Regions from separate parts of the Macaca fascicularis genome. Here region 1 is linked to region 2. The links are chromatin contacts, called in public Hi-C maps. All regions are on one chromosome and are shown on one strand. Each heading gives the region's core, a stretch centred on a gene start, on an enhancer-like site or on the middle of the called end of the contact. The rest is flanking DNA. Distances are from core to core; before and after follow the strand shown.

Region 1 (6,282 bases), core at 1,484-3,983, 190 kb before region 2:
GCAACTCAACAGGCTTCCCCTTCCCAACCACGAAACCAGCTTTGACTCTTCCCTCTTCTTCCCTGCCCCTTCCCCTTCCCCATTAGTTGCCATGCCTGTCATTTAGTCCCTCGAGAGTCTACTGAGAATAAAGTAGCCACCAGCTACATGAACACTTAACATGTGGCTCATGAGAACTGAGATATGCTATAAGTAAAAAACACACACCAGATTTTCAATATTTAGTTCTAAAAACATTAAAATCTAAGGCCAGGCATGGTGGCTCATGCCTGTAATCCCAGCACTTTGGGAGGCCGAGGCAGGTGGATCACGAGGTCAGGAGTTTGAGATCAGCCTGGCCAATATGGTGAAATCTCATCTGTACTAAAAATACAAAAATTAGCTGGGCATGGTGGCGGGCACCTGTAGTCCCAGCTGCTCAGGAGACTAAGGCAGGAGAATGGCTTGAACCCACCTGTAGCCTGTAGTCTCAGCTGCTCAGGAGGCTGAGGCAGGAGAATCGCTTGAACCCGGGAGGCAGAGGTTGCAGTGAGCCTGGTGACAGAGCGAGACTCTGTCTCAAAAAAAAAAAAAGAAAGAAAGAAAATTAAAACCTGAATTAACTGATCAGTAACTTTATATTGATTATCTTTATATTGAAATGATATTTTGGATATATTAGATTAAATAAATGATATTATTCAAATTAATTTGCCTATTTCTTTTTACCTTCTTAAATGTATCTTCTGGAAAAATTGAAATTTACATGTGGAGTTCACATTTGGGGCTCATTTTATCTATTGGTCAGCACTGCCTGAAAACAACTCCATGATTTGGTCTAATTTTCTGGCCTTGTTTTCATCACTTTAGCCTAGTCTCTCCTGTCCCTTTACTTCCAGAATTTCACATTAGTCCCCTAAAGACTTCTAGGTATTTTCCCACTTCTAATTTGTTCTGCACACCCTGGCCAACTTTATCTGACAAAGACACTGCTTTTATCACGAAACACTCCTGCTCAAAAACTAACACCAGCTCCCACATCTACCCCATAAAGTGCAGACTCTTAATAACAAACTGATAATAACAGCTTACACTTTAAAAACTTTATGGTACGCTTCATGTAATTCTCCAAACAATTTAGCACCTCGCATGCCAGATTCTAGGTTTTCTAACCAGGACAGAAATGACTGCAGCGTTTGACAGAGCTGGAAGGTGGGGGGGAAGCAGCTTTGATCTGAGAGGTTACAAAAATGGCACAAAGTATCTAAACAGCAGTTCCATTCACTTCTGAGAGTTTATACAACACCTCACAATCAGCCAAAGAGCAGTAACATCTCTGAGTCTATGAGCTGAACTATTTTTTACATCAGTGGAGAGAAAAAAAATAAAGTTGAGAAAAGAAACTGTTACATTTGCATCTCAGAAAACACAAACCGGAAATCCAACCAGAAAGGTTTAGGTGAAACAGTGCCCTTTGCTCATCTATTCTAGGTCCAAGATTAAAATATATACATATATATATATATGGCTTTGTCATAAACTAGGTATTAAAAGTGGGAAATGGGAAAAATCGCAATTACTTTTGCACCAACCTAATAAATTTGAATTATGCTGATTTGAGACACTGTCATATAACAATAATTAAAATATCATCTCAAAATTTGAAAACGATGAATTAAAAATCCATCAGCAATTATACAATCCAAAGCTGGCAGAGCGCCTGATTCATAAACCGTATTGACAATAATTCCACATGGAAATATGTACAGTACTTAGCTTGAAAAAAGAGATCCTTTGTCAAGGTTTATCTCGAATTATGTGAGTTTCGAATTGTGCTACGTCTTCCAGACTTTACCCCTTTCATAAACTACACTGCCCTACACACTCTTTCATTTTCTTTTCAGCTACGGATCGGATAGGTCTTGCCAAATAACTGTTTAGCAGTTATTTAGTGCACAGGTCTTGAAAGCAAATACACATTCTACCATTTATTGTTACTTTAGACAAATTGTGTAGCTTTGGAGCTTCAGTTGCCTCTTCTGTATATTGAGCACAATCATATTTTCCACACAAGTTTTATAAGAATTCAACAAGATGACATACATAGTATGGCGCTTGGCAAGTAGTGAGGTTCTCAACCGCTCGGCAATGGATAAGATAACTTGCTATCTCTCTGGCTGAGGCAGCCCCATTTCAGGAGCTTCTCTCAATGCAGCTTGAGGACTCTACAAAAGGGTGGGGCTTTGGAGTCTAACCCTCTCTGCTAAACTCTGTAAGTTTAACAGGCAGAGTTACACATGTCAAGGGGTCTGGGCGGGGTGTGAACTAGCGCGTCCTCCTGCCCCGCTTGCGGTGGCCCGGACGCAGTTGCCGGACTGAAACCAGCAGGTCTGGCTCCAGCCGCATTCATTCTTCCCTCTCCCTCCCAGCTGGGCGGCTCCGGCAATGAAAACACCACCACGTGGGCCTGCTGCCTTTGCGTCACGCGCCTTTGTCCAATGGAAAGCCGCGTTACGAAGCCAGGGGCGGGTCGCCAGGGTGGATCCGCCCACAGCCGTCACGGATTGGCCAAGGAGGCGGTGTCCGCCCGCCGCGGCTTGGGCTCGTGGCCAATGGTGACCGGAGGCAGGGGGCCCGCCCTGTCAGGTGCTCTGGTCCTCGGGACCCGCTCGAGAGGCAAGGAGGGGCGGAGCGAGGCCGGGGACGGGGCGGGGACGGGGCGGGGCAGGACCGGCGACCCGGCCCGTGGAGCCGGCGCGGGCGGGCTGCTGAGGTGGCTGTCGCCGGCTCCGAGCTGCGGCTTCCCGGGCCGAGCCCCCGATGGAGGCCGAGGCCGCGGACGCTCCCCCGGGTGGGGTCGAGTCGGCGCTCAGCTGCTTCTCTTTCAACCAGGACTGCACGTAAGTCGCGACGCGGCCCCTGCCAGGGAGGTGGGGGACAGAGTGTCAGGACCCAGGGGTGTCGTCCTGAGCGCAACTTGTGGCCTGCGCCTCGAGGCAGCCTCGGCGGGAGGGCCGGTGGCTGCTTCGGACGCGTTGGGATCTTGTTATCCCCTTACGCCTGCAGTGGGGTTTGCCCCACCCCACCCCACTCCCAGTGTCCTCCGAGAGCCAGAAGGTTGGGCCAGGGGTGAAAGCAGGGAGTTCGCAAAGGGAGTGGTGGGGCAGCGGGGGCCACGAAATATGGGGGGAGCAGGGCAGTGGGAAAGCCAGTGACCAAAGTGGGTGTCTGGGGAAGAGAGACGGTGGCCACAAAAAGATGAGAAAGGAGAGGAAGTTGCAAGTTGATCCAGGACTCTGTAGTTGGGGCCCAGGAAGATGAGAGTACTGGAAAAACTTTCCCATTTGTCCTTGAGCATCTCAACGTGGCATCTGGGCAGGGCCTCAAGCGAAGAGGCAGCCTATCCCTGCGGCCAGGCCAGCCCCTGCCCCATCCCCAGCGCAGGGCATCGTGCCTGCCCGCTCTGGATGGAAGAAATCTTTGGATTTCTTTGGCTGTTTTCACATCGCCCACCCAGCCAGGCAGGATCTCCTTCTCGGAGTCCAAGACTCCTTTCCCGGGCGCAGACTGCTTTCTCTCCAGGAAACAGGAGCTCCACCCTGTTGTTTTTGAGTGGATGTTTAATGTTTTACTTTGATGTTCACATTTGGGCTTTGGGAGGGAGCTGGGACTTGAAGTGTGTTTCAGGCATCTGCAGGATTCTGTGACTTACAGGCAAACGCGTGTTTCTTTCCCTATTTTCATGGAAGCCAGCCCTGGGGACCATATGGAATCATCTTTTTGGAATGTGCACCCAGAGCATCAGGCGGGGATGACCGATTCCCAGTTTCCCACTTCCTGCTGTACCAGTTTCTGTGCCTTGGCTGCTGGTGACTGAGCTATGCTAATATTGATCCTTCAGTAGTGTAATTAAGGCCATTATGTACCATTAGCCACCCTGGCTTCCATTCCCTTTGTGTTTCTGTTTAAAAACACCGGTGCTGAACAATATGCCTTTGTTTGAAAAAACCATATGTGTAATCATGTAATCGAGTAGCTCTACAGCTTGGTTATTTGAGTGACTTTCAAGTTTTTCTTGACCACAATCCGCAATAAGAAATACATATTGCAACATCACCCAATACCCATAACACATACACTATTCACAAAATATCATGTGCAAATTTTCTATGTCGTTTTTTTCTAAGCTGCTTGTGACTCACTGAATTGCGTTTTAGGATCCACTCATGAGTTGAGACCTGCCGTTTATAAAAGTGCTGGTATAGATAAAATCCTGATGTTTTGTAAGAAACATTTTGCAAGAGGGCATGGCTGTTGAAATGCCTGGGTGATGTTTTCCTTCCCAATTGAACACAAGTTAAGAAGGGGGGTTAGTTTGCTTATAAGTAGTAAATGTTCTAAATTCTGCTTTGTAACATTATTAGATTTGGAAAAAAAAAAAAAGGGTGTTAATTTATATTCTAGTCATTAAATAATGCAAAGTCCCAGCTTTCTATAGCAATTGAATGTTATTATCAAAACTGTAGGGTGCTTTGAAAGTTAATTTCCTTACTCCCTACTGTTAGTTTTATTTTCTTGGATGGAGGCTCTGCTGGGCAGCTTTGCCTTGCCTATAAATAAAAGTTCTTGTCACAGTCAGTTGCTTTGAGCCACAGAGGGTATGACATTGGATTTTAAAATAAGTCAATTCACCTGAATATATTTAGGTATATTGCCATGTCTTTTTCTATAAATGCAGGCTGAATTTGGGATCCAGTATTTCCAAAGAAGGTAGGTGAAAACAGCAAACGCTTACCAGTCCCCTATGCTTATACTTCGTGCTTGGTACCATGCTATACACTTTGGGTACTTTTTTTTTTTTTTTTTTTTGGACAGAGTCTTGCTTTGTCACCCAGGCTGGAGTGCAGTGGTTGTGATCTTGGCTCAGTGCTGCCTCTGCCTCCCAGGGTTCAAGCGATTCTCCCATCTCAGCCTCCCGAGTAGCTAGGATTATAAACGTGTACCACTACGCCCAGCTAATTTTTTGTTTTTTTAGTAGAGATGGAATTTTGCGCTATTGCCCAGGTTGGTCTCGAACTCCTGACCTCAAGTGATCCACCCACCTCAGCCTCCCAAAATGCCGGGATTACAGGTGTGACCCACTGTGCCCAGCCTACTTTGGGTACATTTTACATTTGATTAGTGATAAATATTGTCCCCAGCTCTGTTTCCGTGAGTGGTGATTAGAATTTTGTTTCTACAGAAAGACTTTATGGACGAAATAAGGTCTAAGTCTAAATTTCTTGATTCAGAGTCTTTCGTGGCCATTGATCAATCATCTAAAATATCACATAAAACATCACTCTGCAATTTTCTCATATGTAGAATTCTTCTGGTCCAGGAGCAGGGCTTATGTTTGAAAATTACTTTAAATTGCTGCCACTTTGCATTACTATTATAAAACTCTAGTTACAGTATTTCTTTCCTTACTTGCAAACTTTACAAACCTCAATTTGCAGCCAAACACATCTATATTTATGTGAAAAAGTTTATGTGAAGAAAGTTTAAAAACAATAATCACTACAAAATACTTTTTGAAGTTTTAAGATGCTCTGGGCTTACTTTTCCAGTTGTTGTTTGGCATCATGAATACCTCAGTCTGGGAACTAAATGCCAATTCTAAGTGCACAGCTGCAAATGTCTAACCCACCAGTTTAGCTACTTAGCAGGCTGGAGGTCTGCGAGCCGTCACCAGCTACCTTGTGGATTAAAAGTTTACTGTAGTTGCCCTATCCCTGTGTCCCAGGGAAGAACAAGTGTTTGGGTAGGGAAAAAAAAATTCCAGGGAAAATCATGTGACCTTCTCTTTTTTAGGCTAGTGAAACAAGAGCCTTGGCCATCCAGGCTTGTAGTAGTAAGTTGCTTATTTTAGTATATGCTTCCCTGTAAAGAGTGAATCTCACCTTGGCTTCCAGAGCACACTGCTGTGAGTGTGCTCCAGGTCAGATTCTGTTCATCACTTAGGTGCGGAGGGCGCAGCTGGAAAGAGCTGGGTGGGGATTCCCAGCTGCTGAACAAAGTCGACTTTGATGTTTACTTTCAACACAAGGCCAAGAAAATCTGGATTCATGTCCTATCTTATCTCCTCATTGAAAAATGAAAAATTAAGAAAACCTGATTTTTTAAAAAGGCACTTTGTCCCAGATAAATGTTTAGTTTTTATTTTGTTTGTTGGTTGGTTGTGATGATTGCTTTGTAGGACATAGTAGAAAGCAGAGTTCTCCAACTTTGGCTGCTTATTAGAGTACTTGAACTTAAAAGAAA
Region 2 (6,924 bases), core at 1,065-3,564:
ACTGCACTCCAGCGTGGGTGACACGGCAAGACTCTATCTCAAAAAAATAAATAAAATAAAATAAAATAAAATAAAATAAAATAAAATAAAATAAAATAAAGCATCTGTTTATTCCTTGACTCTCTGTCTCATCCACTAGTGTATTAGGGCAGGAGTTCTTTGTTCATTGCTATATTCCCAAGGCTCTGAGCAGGGCCTGGCACCCAGTAGGCGGTGCTCCATGAATATTGTTGAATGAAAAAATACATGAATGAATGAATGAGTTACAGACTTTTTTTCCCTTTAGTCACACAAGAGAAAAAAATGATATCTATTGACAGTTACAGCTCAGGAGAGTCTGTGCTGCTATGAAACAGCTGGAGAACCACAGGACACTGAAAGCATCGTGCTCAGAACCCACCGGTTCAGCATCCGAGGCTGGATGGGTCTCAGACTGCCCAGTAGTAGTGTACTATACAGGTGGGTCAGCTGTAAAGAAGAAAAAACTGATCCATGAGCCGACACTAAAGAAAAGAGTGGGATTAAATCAATACTGGGTTAAGTATGGAGGTCTGTGAGTTTGAACATATTGCCCCAATAGATTTTAACTATTTTCCAATAGACTTTTTTTTTTTTCCATAATGCTTTCTTTTAATGCCTCAACTAGTCACAAGAGCTTTACTAAATATTGCAACTATTGGCTGGGCATGGTGGCTCACATCAGTAATCCCAGCACTTTGGGAGGCCAAGGCAGGCAGATTGCTTGAGCTCAGGAGTTCCAGACCAGCCTGGGCAATGTGGAAAAAAACTCCAACTCTAAAAAATAAAATAAAATAAAAATACACTGGGCATGGTGGTGCACACCTGTAATCCCAGCTACTTGAGAGGCTGAGGTGGAGGGATCACTTGAGCCCGGGAGGTCGAGGCTCCAGTGAGCCGTGATCATGCCACTGCACTCCAGCCTGGGCAACAGAGCAAGACCCTATTTCAAAAATAAATAAATATTGCACGTCTCTTTTTTGGCACTAAGGCAGAAGTACATAGACTGATTTCTCCAACTTTGAGCGATCCCAGATGGCTCTACTTGAACAGAAAAGAAATTGAAAGTTCAATCGTGTATAACCCCTTGTAAACAATCTGGGGGGAAAATGGTTAGGTTCTGGCTGGTGATATTTTACTTCAATGAGGTCATGTAGCACAGTGAAAACAACAAATAATTCAACATTAGGGAGACTTGGGATCTGATTCCATTTTTGCCATTGGTTAAACAACAAGCAAGTTTACTCGGCTTGCTGCAGGCTTGCGTCCTCATGCATGAAATGGACTAAACAATCTCCACATTATTAATGCTTTACGACTCTGCTTTCCAAAAATGGAAATGCATTTGAAGACAATACCAGGCCCTTGAAAATGAAGGGGGGAGGGTAAGAAACAAGCTGCAACAGAGAATAGTATCAAGCTTTTAAAGAAACAAGTTAATAGCAAAGCCAGAGGCCTTTACAGTGTCTATGCCCTTTCAGCTTGAATGTCAGCACTGGCTGTACCGACAGAAGACTTGCATGACCTTTTCCTGAAATAAGCCTTCCTCTCCTAGCAACTCAGTATCATGGGTACATTTTTCCAGGTACACTAGAGTTGGGTACTGGTCTAGAGCTGCACCGTCCAATACAGTAGCCACAAGCCACATGGGGCTGTTGGGCACTTGAAAATGTGCCCAGTTGGAAGTAAGATGTACTGTAAGTGTAACATACACACGGGAATTTGAAGACGGTACCAAAAAAAAAAAAAAAAGGGATATAAAATATTCAGCATTGATATTGATATTGATTGAAATAATATTTTGGATGCACTGGATTAAACAGAATATACTATTAAAATTAACTCCACTCGCTTCTTTATGCATTTGCTAATACGACTACTAGAAAAATTCAGCATACATATGTGGCTTGTATTATATTTCCATTGGACGGCGCTACTCTAGATATCAGAATCTAGAAAGTGACTGAGATTCAAACTCTTCAATGAAGCATTTTTTAAATACTCTACTGGGAAGTTGATTCCACTCACTGCTCTGCTGCCGTGGCGGTCCTGACTTTCCAAGGCCATGCCCAGAGCGCGGCACACGTGGCTCTCCCCCAGGCAGGCCTGCACGGCGGGCGGCAGTGGAGGAGGTTACCCTGGGTCGCTGACGCCAAGGGAGGCCAAGCGACCCACCCCACACTTCTGAGCCCCGCCGGGGGAAGTCCCCGGGCGTGGAAACAGGCGGTGCGCCGGCCGTTCGCAGCTGCTGAGCCCGCGCGCCCGCACCCGCCTGGGCGCAGCCGGGGACAGCGACGCGCTTCCTGCCCGGGAAGGGCCCGAGCGCAGGGCCGGCTATAGCGGTCCCGCAGCTGCCTGCTTGGATTTTAGCACTCCCGCTCCCAAGAGGGAGTAACGCGTCCTTCTGTCCCTCTTAGGGCTTGAAATGTAAATTATTCATATCAGGGGAATGTGTGTTTCAAAAAGCAAGCTAAACAAGAACGGACGGGTAATCCTCGCCAAATTCTTCTATTTAACCCTCACCATTAAAAGTCTGAGGCCTGAAAAACCTCTTGACCGGAAAGATACCAACTCCACAGGTGACTGGGATCAGGATCTACGACAAAAATGAACAGCATTCCAAATTCACTAATTTCTAAGAGTATTTAGACAGTAGAAAATTATTAATTCTTTTTATTAGCTCAATACTTTGTTCATTCAGCATTCAGTATTCTCTCCAGTTAATTTTAATAGCAAATCACCATTTTCTAAAATGACTTAAATGGGTTCAATCAAGTAGGAGAATGAATCCAAGGGAAACCACTGACTCAGATATAAAATGTGCCTTACATCATACTGCAAACATCAAACAATGAAGAATCTAGGTTTCAAATTTATACATATATATATATATCTCAAGTCTTACCCTCAAGGTAAGATAGGAAAGTGGGAAATGCTGTCTGCTCACTGGCATTCCATATTCACTGTAATTTCTAGATTTCCAAGATACATCTATCTAGCAGAGGTGATTTGTCAAGTCTGAGGTTTTCCACCTCCACCCCCATAGCAATGGGGCTGACGTTCACGCTCTGCAGGTCCTCATCAGCATTCATGGCACCCCGACAGATAACCCCATTAAACTCTCTCCCTGACTCAAGTAAACACTTCACAACGTAAGAAGGTGAGAAAGACATTATTACTGAAATAAACCTGAAAGTTGCTCTAAATCTATAGAAAAAGTGCAACACTCACAAATATAAATACCATTACACACTATTTGTAAGATCCCTCATAAATAAATGACTATGTTATAGCTCAGAACTGCAACAGAACTCCCACCACCAAATGTTGTGGTAGTGTAAGGACCATTGTTATTTTCACTTACAAATATTCCTGAGAGGTCATATTTTAAGCGGCTAAAAACTGATACAAGCTGTTCATTCTTTCAGGGATAAGGTGACAACCAGCAAGAGAAAAAAATGAGGTAATGCACTCCAGAGAGTAAGGAAGTCTCTCGGAAGAGGAGGGCTGTGGTGACGATCAGAGCCCACAGACGTCCAAAAATGTGACTTGGCTGGGCCTAACAGAGGGGAGCAGCTCTTCTAAAAACAAAATCACCCCCTGGAAATTATGTTGGTTGGTTCCTTGGGATATCTACCGTTCTTTTTCAAGTTATTTACTTGCTCGTTACCACCAGTCCCAGCTTTCTTGGGAGACATAAACATATTTGCGGAATGGAAATAAAGTGCTTGCTGCCACAGACCAGGCCAGTAAGATAAGAAGATAAAGAGTTTCTAGAGTTTTTATTATTCAGTTTCAATTCAGGTACCTGAAAGAAGGTTCTAGTGTGTTACTCTGACACAGCACAAGATCAGTAGTTTATTCCGATGAAGTATCCCACCCAAATGAAAGCATAACATGCAAGTAGTCATTTATTTCAATCACTCCTATTTGAAGGTCCTTATTTTTGGAGAACAGCCAGGCATTTTATTATCCACTCTTTCCATTCCTTAAAGGCTTCCACGGGTTTCGGTAAATTCCCATTACCCTCACGACTGTGTTCTGGAGTTGCTCCAGGTGTGCCAGAAGATTCGTCATCAATCCACCTCACCAGTGCCTGGAAAAACAGGAAAGATGCGCATTTCAACAAACCACAGCAAAATACTATCAGGCAAGAGAAGAGCATTGGCCTCTAGATCATAGAGTGACATCTTACCCCACGAAGATGCTGCATTTGATAATGATGGTGTGAATATGAAATAATGCTTATGATATACCGAGTGAAATGGCGCATACCAAATATACACAGAATTACAAATGATGTCAAAAGTATGCACTGAAAAAAGATGAAAAAGAAATATACTCATTCTTACACTTTGTTACTAGCATGATAGGATGTTATTTTTTCTCAACTTGCTAAATATTCCACAAGGCATTATATTAATTTTTTGGTTTTTTTTTTTTTTTTTTTTTTTGAGACGGAGTCTTGCTCTGTCGCCCAGGCTGTAGGCTGGAGCGCAGTGGTGAAATCTCGGCTCACTACAAGCTCCACCTCCCAGGTTCACGCCATTCTCCTGCCTCGGCCTCCCGAGTAGCTGGGACTACAGGCGCCCGCCACCACGCCCAGCTAATTTTTTGTATTTTTAGTAGAGACAGGGTTTAACCGTGTTAGCCAGGATGGTCTCAATCTCCTGACCTCGTGATCTGCCCGCCTCTGCCTCCCAAAGTGCAGGGATTACAGGCATGAGCCACCGCGCCCGGCCGGCATTGTATTAATTTGACATGTACGTATATACATATATAAGTGTACACATAGGGATGGATAGACATATGTATGTGAAAACACGTGTGTAGACATTTCTGTGCAGTCACCTGAATGCGCAGTCACATCCATGAGTAGCCACATGAATGTATATTGATGTTTGTAGGCATGTGTGGGCACACACACACGCATACTCAGATTAGGTACTTTCCTTCTTCCTTTTTAAAGAAAATCATTTTTTCCTCCTAATGAACATCATACCTCTGTCCCATATTGGAAAGATAAATCTTGTCCACACACTTATAGGGTTTAAAAAATGAACTTTGGCCGGGCGTGGTGGCTCACGCCCGTAATCCCAGCACTTTGGGAGGCCGAGGCGGGCAGATCACAAGGTCAGGAGATCGAGATCATCCTGGCTAACACGGTGAAACCCCATCTCTACTAAACAAAATACAAAAAATTAGCCAGGCGTGGTGGCGGGCGCCTGTAGTCCCGGCTACTCGGGAGGCTGAGGCAGGAGAATGGCGTGAAGCCAGGAGGCAGAGCTTGCAGTGAGCCGAGATTGTGCCACTGCACTCCAGCCTGGGCAACAGAGAGAGACTCCGTCTCAAAAAAAAAAATGAACTTTGCCACACATATCAATATTTATTCTGTTCTGCAAAGTCAAACTCTCTTGCCCTTTGCCACACATATCAATATTTATTCTGTTCTGCAAAGTCAAACTCTCTTGCCCTAAATGGAAGAGAAGCAGGGAAACTTCTACTATTTCGCATAGAACTGTAAGCATAAATCACTCAAAGGCAAGCTGAAGTTTTTAAGAAGGGCATTTCTTCGCATGTTTTTAAACCACAGCTTCCTGCTTATCTTTACACTAATTTCCTCTGATAAATTATAACTCTAGAGAAGGATATAATAGAAACATCAGTTTGCTACTCAGATAACCACTTCCCCCTCTTTACACTGTCCACCCCGCAACTTACTTTGTATCTTTCTACAATGCTGAAGCCAACAGCACACTGCAACTTGCGCAAACAGATAGGACAAAGGTTTAGAGGGCGCCGGTCAGCTTCTTCCAAGTGGTTGGAGCCTTGCATTAGGCATGCCAGCCACTGGCAGTGTCGCAGTCCAAATATGTGTCCGATCTCATGGGTTAAAGTCTGCAAGACAATCATGTTGAGGCTTCATAAGACCACCATCACATTAAGCTACACGTCTCTTCTTTTTCTTGCTTCTCCAGGAAACACAGGAATCAACTCCCTTAGTATTATCACCGAAACTTCACCCCGTCCAGACCGTCAAAGACTTAATAATCCCTCATCTCCCCAAATGTCTTACTGCCTTTCTGCTATAGACTTCCTCAACCTCAACACCGCTGACATGTTGGACCGACAATACCAGGTTGTGGGAGGCTGTCCTGTGCCCTGCACAATACTTTGCAGCATCCCTGGCTCTACCCACTAGATGCCAACAGAACTCCCTCCCTGATGGTGAAAATCAAAAATGTCTCCAGACATTGCTAATATTCCCTGGATGGCAAAATCACCCCTGGTTGAGAACCCTTAATCTAGACTAGGGTACTCGTAATTCAGATTCTGGGGCCCTTCCCCTAGAGATGCTGATTTCAGTAGGTCTGGGAGAAAGGGGGCTTGATGTGCATGCTAATGAGAACATCAGGTGGCAATGACACAGGGGGTAGTTCTAAGAGGCGTAGCTCTCAAACCCCAACAAATAGTACAGGTGAAAGCAGAATTTCTCTAGCTGAAGGAAAAGCTCATCTCTCTGGCTATGGAAAAAGGAGAGATAGGCTTTCCACAAAAGCGAGCTGGGGATATCAGGAACTGCCAGGACAACTACAGTCAAGGGTAGCCTGGAGCCCAGGGCAGGAAGGCCCATGCTCCCAGAGAGGCCAGAAAGCAGAGGTCCTCCAAAGGCCTGGGGAAGGCAGCTTTGCCCAATGACCACAGTAGCTTGAAAAAGTAGGTCACCCAGTAACACCAGAATTCAGGAATTACACTAACAGCATGTGGGTACAGCCAAGGCTGCCTGTAACTAGTAGTACAAAAAACTGGCACTGATACTGTAAATTTCAACATTAAGGTATCCATTTAAATTGTTTTACTGATCATTTCAGTCAAGCACTATGCACCAAAATTATACAAATGATA

Evidence for each region. Hi-C and Micro-C count contacts between places; a contact is called where the count stands out from the background.
Region 1: a contact with region 2 is called in a Hi-C map of liver, with 2.1 times the contacts expected there. The contact joins the promoter of WIPI1 here to the promoter of ARSG in region 2.

The regions. Positions count from the first base shown.
Region 1 is chr16:74,808,250-74,814,531 of T2T-MFA8v1.1, reverse strand. It overlaps WIPI1 (WD repeat domain, phosphoinositide interacting 1), which reads left to right and starts at 2,733. Exons shown (of 13, transcript XR_012426063.1): 1 at 2,733-2,879. It overlaps LOC135967890 (a long non-coding RNA gene), which reads right to left and starts at 919. Exons shown (of 4, transcript XR_010582189.1): 1 at 709-919; 2 at 455-553.
Region 2 is chr16:74,621,584-74,628,507 of T2T-MFA8v1.1, reverse strand. ARSG (arylsulfatase G) reads right to left here and starts at 2,314. Exons shown (of 14, transcript XR_012426061.1): 1 at 2,047-2,314. It overlaps AMZ2 (archaelysin family metallopeptidase 2), which reads right to left. Exons shown (of 8, transcript XM_045374518.2): 7 at 5,740-5,916; 8 at 3,782-4,114. The coding sequence ends at 3,959.